Linked DNA regions of Arachis hypogaea: region 1 is linked to region 2. Evidence: chromatin contacts called from public Hi-C data. All regions are on one chromosome and are shown on one strand. Each heading gives the region's core, a stretch centred on a gene start, on an enhancer-like site or on the middle of the called end of the contact. The rest is flanking DNA. Distances are from core to core; before and after follow the strand shown. Region 1 has its middle 4.0 kb from the start of LOC112741963. Region 2 has its middle 23 kb from the start of LOC112741962.

The links. Hi-C and Micro-C count contacts between places; a contact is called where the count stands out from the background.
Region 1: a Hi-C map of leaf shows a contact between it and region 2, with 4 times the contacts expected there. The contact joins two enhancer-like sites. A contact is called at or near these places in 3 of 8 Hi-C or Micro-C datasets (leaf and an unstated tissue).

The regions. Positions count from the first base shown.
Region 1 is chr14:36,052,634-36,057,023 of arahy.Tifrunner.gnm2.J5K5, reverse strand. No RefSeq gene overlaps it. Among protein-coding and RNA genes, the nearest start is that of LOC112741963, 4.0 kb to the left of the region's middle. Within about 2 kb of position 1,838, at least 2 of the 3 cell types and tissues checked have open chromatin away from gene starts, as enhancers often do.
Region 2 is chr14:36,014,954-36,019,020 of arahy.Tifrunner.gnm2.J5K5, reverse strand. No RefSeq gene overlaps it. Among protein-coding and RNA genes, the nearest start is that of LOC112741962, 23 kb to the right of the region's middle. Within about 2 kb of position 2,475, at least 1 of the 3 cell types and tissues checked has open chromatin away from gene starts, as enhancers often do.

The DNA of each region.
Region 1 (4,390 bases), core at 589-3,088, 39 kb before region 2:
ATTTATCACTAATAAAAAGTTTTAAATATTTTTATTTAATAAATATAAAATAAATATATTAAAAATTTAATTTTTTTATATTTTTAATAAATTTTTTTATTTTATAATTTTAATATGTGTCTTAAAAAATACATGATAGATAAATCCTTAAAACATTTATAATTAAATTGTTCAGTGAAAGTTGATAGATCAAGTGAACAACAACATAATTTTAGATTGACTTATCAATAACAGGATTAGGAATTTCCAAAGTACTTTTTGAAAAATTTTATGATAAAGCTTTTTTATGCTGTCCAATGAAAGCTAAGGAACATTTTTACTAGTATTCATCAGCGACCGTACAGCAGGGTCTTCCTCCAAACCAAGCCATAGAAGTAAAAGATTAATGTTTAAGAGAATCAATTCTTTCTTTTTAATAGATATTATTTTAAGTTTTTTTAAATAGATTATTTAATTTTATTTATTTTAAATTTTAAATTTTAAGTAATAAATATTTAATTTTTGATTTTTAATTATAAATTTTAAAAAATTAAATTCTCTTAAAAAAAGTTAAATTTTTTAAAATTAAAAAATATGAACTAATATTAACCAACTAAAAATTAGTTTTATACTTTTTCAAATACTAAAAATCTTCAAAGTCTCTTAAAATAAATATATAAGAAGAGTTTAATTTTATTTATCAAAACTATTACGTACATCTGCATTAAAATTAACTACTAAAATTAATCATTATATATTTTTACATAAATACATATAGTTGGTATATATTTAATATAGTTGTTTATTTATTTATATGCACTAATGCACTATTAGTATTAAATTCTTTTACGTTAAATTTTAATTAGTTTTTATTATCTACTATATGTATCTGTTATATTTATATATGAATAGGACAAAGAGGATTGAAAACGAAATAGTAACCACATTAACTCCACTCTTTTATTATTTTACATATTTAATAAAAAAATAAAAATGATGTCTATTATTTATCTATTAGTATAAATAAAGTGGGTTTTTTAAGGTGTATAAGTTATTAGTTATTTCTGTGTATGTATGTGATAACACTTTCATGTAAAATATTTGTACATCTACAATACAATGAAAATAAAACTCTGAGAAAAAAAAATCTTCAAAACATTTTGGGATGAGGATTGATTATTTATGAGTTAATCAGGATTTGGTTAATACTAATCTAAACAAGTAGTATTAAAGATACTGTTCCCCCATGTGCTTTTGCTACCACTTCGTCCCTACACCAACATAATCACAATTTAATACTGTCTGCTAATTATTAATTATGTGCAAAATAATGTATAAATTTATAATAAAAAAATTGTTAGACCAGTGATATACAATTTCGTTTCTTGTAAAAATAAGGAAGACACAAATTTATAGTAGGTTTGATTTGCGTTTTTAATTTTAGTATTTTTTTATTTTAAAAATTTTATATATAAAAAAGGAAAACAATAAAAATAACTAAATATTATTTTTGTTTTTACTTTAATTTTTCATAAAATTTTAAAAATAAAAATTCAAACTAAACACACTTCTAAATTTTGGAAAATCTACTTATTGAAAAGAGTAACCTTAAATTTTTTATTTCTAAAATTGAGATAATAAACCTCCCATCATTTTAATTAATTTTAAGATAGATCTATCCTTAAAAAAAAAAAAAGAAAATGGGTAGGTTGGTGGAATCAGTTGAGGGATGCCCTCTTTTTGTCTTTAGCTTTGGGTGGTTTCTCTGTCTTTGGTTGACAAACAATGACATATTAGGCAGACCAAATGGAAGGGCAAAGGAGAAAGGACCACACATACATACATTATTAATTTATTATACATATAATAATAATATGAAAACCTTTTTCAATAGTATCCTCTGATTAATGGATATAGTGTCACATGCTTTTGCTTTTGTAGTTTACCTCTATCAAATTTTTATTATTAATTAATATTATATTGTTGCATTGCTTGCATTCTCAATTGATTAATTAGGTCGCAGTTGTGACTTGTATATATGTGGTGGTTGTGGATAAAACCCTACATATTAGGGCTGCTCCCTTTACCAAACGTATTAGGGTTCTCTTCTTTCTTTTCTTTATCTTAATTTGGTCCCACTTGTGCCTTTGATAACTTAATTTAGAGTCCAACGAGAGAATTAACTTTTTTTCCCCAACCAATAATATGATATAGGGCGAGCAGAAAAAATGACAATTTACTGATGAATATTAGCTTTCCAGGGTTTTTTTTTTTTTCATTCAATTAACTCCTTTATAAATATTCTTTCTTAAAAAAAAAATCTAAGTTGTCATTATAAGTTTTTAATATCTAATCATATAATATTAACTTAATCATCTGTACTATTTAAGAGTCATATAAACATAAATACCTGATTAAATCACTAGCTATGTGCAAAATAATGCAATATAAGAGTTAAACTTTGATTTAAATATTCCCTCTAATTTTGTCTTTCATGAATTTCAATCTAACAATTCTTTTCTTTTATTTCTTTTTTCTGATACTGGATAGAAACACGAGATCCTTAAAGGAGAGAAAGGCTAATTTAATACTACATATGATACTAATTGGCCCATGAAAATGTACTTTACTCTTAATTCTTAGGGCACTATATCATGAAAAAAATTTCATAAAATTGCTTGATTAACAGGACAAAGTATATTAATGGTTTTAGATTTATCACATTTCCGTCAACAAATATATATATATATATATATATATATATATATATATATATATATATGACGTCTTTTCAAGCAAAAAATTCTTTTTTAGGATTTTTATAAATTTTGTATATTTTTAAATATATCTTATGCTAAAATTTTTGAAATTAACAAAAATTCTTATATCTTTATGTTATAAATTTTTTTTATATGTATGTTATAAAAATTTTGATACAGTATCAACAAATTATTTGTTTTAAAAAGTTTAAGCGAATAAATTAAAACATTACATAAATAAATAACAAAATTACCATAATTAAGAAACACCTAAATAAACATTTGTCCCAGTGTTTGGCGAAATCAAGGTAAAGATTCCATTTTTGAGAGCAAATGACATTTCATCATGGCCAACTTTTGATTTGTTTCATCACCAACTGCCCCATTTCATTTCAACCATTATTAGAAAACACAACAAACAAACCAAACAAGACAAAAGATCACGAAGGAAACAGTATCCTGATAATAGTTCGTTAGCAACTAGTCAACTACGGTTTTCTTTAGCACTTTTGTTCTCCAAAGACATGAATAATAATCATATTTTTTAGGTGTACGAAAAGAGTAATAATGATAACCATAATATTAGAAAGATAAAAAAAATTGTTTAAATTTAGTTTATTTAAATTTATTAATTATAAAAATAATTAATAAATAATAAATAAGATAAATTTTAATTATTTTTAATTAATTTTTTTATTATCAAATATTTTCATAATGATAATGATAATACAACATTTATTTTTTAAAAAATATTAAAAAATTAATTAATCATCAAGCTATAAAAATAAGGAAACAAATTAAAGGCAAGACTTCCCTCTACATCATAGACTCATAGTAATAATTATTGTCCTTTTTATTGATTATTTTGATCTCTTTCTTCTCTTTTACATATATTCGGGGTACGTCATGAGAATAATTTGTTTTTTTTTTTCTTTTTGTATATGATTTGATGCTTGGCTTACCATTGAAATCAAATTGCTACTGATTGACCAATAATCTTTTAGCTGATTCATCATTTCATTCAATTCAAGCTCTTTTATACTTTATTGTTTTAGTTTATATAATAATAAGGTTTAACACGTGTATTGAGTAAAGGAAAGAGCCAAAATATAGAGTATAGTTACTCTTATAAGGATCAAAAGATGATAAATTTTTTCTAATTAATTTAGCTTATTCAAGGAGTTTAATGTTTAAGTAAAGGTCCATATGTTAAACATTTAGAATATGGATTGTCTAGTATTATTCAATTAGCTGTGTTTTTTACTACTAGTTATATTTAATATTTAATTGAAAAATAATATCAATACATTTAAATTGACGTCTCATTTTTATACATTTAATTTATAATCATTAATTTAATTACAATTCTTTACTTTTATCCACTTTCTTATTTTTTTAACAGTATTTTTCAGTTTAGCAAACTAAAAATTAATTTATCGTAAATTAAAATTTCATTTAAAAACTTCATTTAAAAATTTATTATTGATCAATAAATCTTATTTTTGTCGTAATATTTAAGTTAATACCTCAAATTGACATCAATTAAAATATGCAAATAATATATCTATAAATTTATGAGTCATAAGAAAGTTGGTATGGGAGTTAATCTATAATAAAAAAGGTTAGCAGCTGTAATGCGTGGATTGGCATCT
Region 2 (4,067 bases), core at 1,226-3,725:
CCAGTTCTGCTGCGTTCCACCCTCCACGGCTCCAGTTACGCGACGGTCCAGCCACCCCTTCTCCAGTTCCGCGACGGTCCAACCACTCCTTCTCCAATTCCTCAACGGTCCAGCCACCTCTTCTCCAGGAACCTATGTCTATACCTTCATCATATAACTGTTTCAATTTAAAAGATTCATATGCTTCACCATTTTACTTCTATTATGTTGTTACTCTGTTGTCTTTAATATTTTTTTGTTTTATTGTGATTTTTTGTTCTTGAATTTGTTTAGTTGATAATTTGCTAAATTATTGGGCTGTAATTGTCTTAATTTGCTAAATTGTTAGGTTGCTGTGATTTAATTTGTTGGATTTTTCTATTCAAATTTTGTTGTTGTTTGTTTGATATACCTATTATTGTTCTTCAGATTATTGGGTTGCTGTGTTTTTTTTTAATTGTTATTATTGTAATTCTTGGGATATAGATTGCTTTTGTTTTTTGTTATTAGGTTGTTGGTTTTTTTATTCCAATCTTGTTCTTGTTAATTCATTAAATTATTGTTATTGTGATTTTTGCTGTTGAGATTGTTCTTGCTAGTGAGTATATTAATTTGGATTTGTTGAAATTTGTTAGACTATAACTATATTTGGTGTGTTTATAATAGAGGAATAGATAAAGGGGCAGCTAGCATGGTTTCATTGATTGTTGTTTCAATTCTCCCTCTTCTCTGCTGCAAGAAGCTCACCCTCTCACTAATTCAATCTTCTTTCTTAATGATTGTGAATTTGCTTATTTTATTGATGGTTGAATTATTCACACTATACCTTATACTTTCCTTAATTCAATATAATTGTTGAGTTTGCCTGCATGGTTATATGATATCAGTTTATTTATATTTATTATTTTATTATAAAACGATTTTTTCGATTCAACTACGATCAAATTGGTTGAACTTATGAACCAATAAATTAGTAATTAGAATGGTTTAATGATCAGTTCGGTTTTTAGAACTTTAGTAAATACTAAATACTATAAAAATGAAAAGTATATTATAAAATTATGAAAGAGAAGTAAAAAAAATGTAAGAGTCAGATTTTGAGAATAAAAATTTTAAGGATCAAATTTATGTTTATAAATATTTTATTATTTTAAAATTATAAATTTGACATTGTAGTATGTGCAATGCTTGTCGTTGTTTTTATTTTATGTAAAATAATTTTTTTAAAAAGTCATATTTGTAGAAAGTATTATGTACATATACAAGTATATATAATATTAACTACGTACTAACTATACCTATTTATGAATATATAGTACTATACAAGAATGAATATATAAATAATAACTTGTCAGTAATACTAGTGTATAATACTGTTTTTAAATACCTATAATATATATTATGAATTTAAATTATTCACAAATATAAGCATATATATATAATTAATATATTTTTGTAAACTTGTATTATTTATTATTAAAAAAATTTGTAATATCTTCAAACAATAATTACAACTTTTAAAGACATAAGTTTTTAGAAATATATATATTCAATTGATTGAATATATCATAGCCATTACAATTACAACTTTAATGCAACTATAGTCATTGAACCCGTACATACATTCAACTTTGTCATCGGAGCCTTTGTGACTTTCGCAACTATATATTACCATTATTTTATTTAGGTTAAAAACTCACATTTTTCTAAAAGATATGTTTATGTGCTCAAAGAGTACTTTAAGAGGCTGAGAAGTGTTATATAAATAGTTACAAAATATGTAGTGTGATTCTTTCATGTGTGTGTGTGAAATGATATCACACAATAATTGGGAGATGATATAATTGAAGGCCACAATTTAGGTACGATGAATATAATCTGTCACAGAGATATATAACTGACGCTGCTCTTTTGATCTCCAAAAGTATCATCTATGTTAATTCATGTAATAAGATTTTGGTAGAGTGCATATTACTATTGTTACTATTAAAGTATTTTTTTCATCAAATGTATTTTTTAGAAGTTAATTTTTTAAAAAATTTAGGATTAATTTAATAATAAATTATTAAAAATAACTTTTAATACAAATAAATCAAGTTTAGTTGTCAAGTAGTTATATTTGTCTTTTAAGTCTTTTGAAAATTTAGTTGTCAAGAATACAATTGATACAAATTAAAAATGTAAGGAATAAAATTAAAATAAAATAAAATTTAGAGATATTTTTAAAACTTTTGATAAAATTTAAAAACAAAAAAATATACTTTACATTTATTATTATTATCATTATTATTATTATTATTATTATTATTTAACCAAAATCCAAATAATGAAGTAGTTAATTAATTAAAGAGTAGAAATTTATGTGGTACACAATAATAATTGATTTAATTAGTGATACATGAAGAAGATTCAAAATTTGATAGCTGGAACTATATATTATGTAATCAAGATTTTGTTTTATTTTGCAACCAAAGATCAAGAAGACACTCTTCACGTGGCAGCATATGCACAACTTGATATGTAGCTCGTGATGAGGCTCTAAATCTAGTAGTCTACATTAATTTTTAATGAAGAGCCTCACTAATTATAAATTAAACTAACAAAATCAAACCTAGCTAAATAATGCTTCATTCATTCATTAATGAATCTTCCTAAAGTCTGGAGAAATTAGTAATCAACAGTGACATATATGTCGCTATACTATAGTCTATATATTTATTGGTTATTAATTAATAATGCTAAAAAAAAAAACAGTTAGAATTTGTCTTATTTAATATTTATTAATTGTCTAATTTAGTCAGAACTAGTAAGTTATGGCTATTTTTAGCTAATTTTTTTTTGTTATTACCAAACATTTTCTATATTAATAATACACCAATAAACTGTTTGTGCCAATTTTCGAGTAGTCAATTGTTTCAGTTTTAGAAGGTTAACAGGAAAAAGAATTAAAAAAAATAAACAAAAATATTATGCACACAATAAATTAATAATTATATATTTGTGTATATAAGTATATATAATTTAATTTATTTTTAATATATATTTATATTAGTTACTGATTTTAATGTATATTAATATATTTGTATAAAAAATTATATATTTATATGTCATGCATGAATTATTTTAGAAAAACATGACAACAAGTATTTTGGACATTGCATTTGTTATTCTTTAATTTAAAACAAAAGCTGACCTTTTATAATTTGTTTGACCAGTGTATGTAAGTAGATGATGATTTAGTGATTTACGTTTTAATAAGAAGCATATACGTACGGATATTAGGGTTTTGCTTCCACAAGGGATTGGACAATGTACAATAAGGACATCACCTTAATTCTAAAATATGGTAAGACTATTTTCAAAGAACAAAACTTGAAAAAATTGGTTATTTAGCAATTAGAATAACGGTTAAGAATAATAGAATATTGAATTTGAAGATGCGTGGATAATATTATCCGAGAATTAATATTTTTCATATATATATATAATATTAAATTAATACACTAGCTTCTAGTAAGATTAGTAACACAACCGTACCCACATCTGCGATTATATGTTGAAGCTGTTCTAATCCAATCAGAGTGAATTAAAAATCAACCCATAACGAATAAGATCTTATTTGAGTACCGAACTTACTCTATCCGTCTAATCGACATTCTTAATATGGTGAATGCTACTCAATTCCTCTAAAATAACATGTAACTTATCCTTTATCATGTGTCACATTGTAATTGGTCCTTATCTTAACTATAGTTGGGTTATTTTGTAATTTATTGTTTGAGATTGAAATTGGTATAATTTTTTAAAATATCAAAATCCAACTCCCGTTAATTGAAACACATTTTCACTACTCCATTCTTTCTTCGTCACTTCATCACCTAGATTAGGTCCTTCCAAGCACTGCCGTCGCGTTCGTGACAAGAAGCGTCGACGTGGTCGCTATCTACTGTCCTCCCACACAATCTCTCTTTCTTCAGTGCATCATTCTTTAGTAACGTCGTTGAATTCTATCGTCCGTAACTTCATCGTCCTTTTCGGTATAGCTAGCGTCTTTTTTTTGCCATGAATCACTGCTTACCCACGCAATT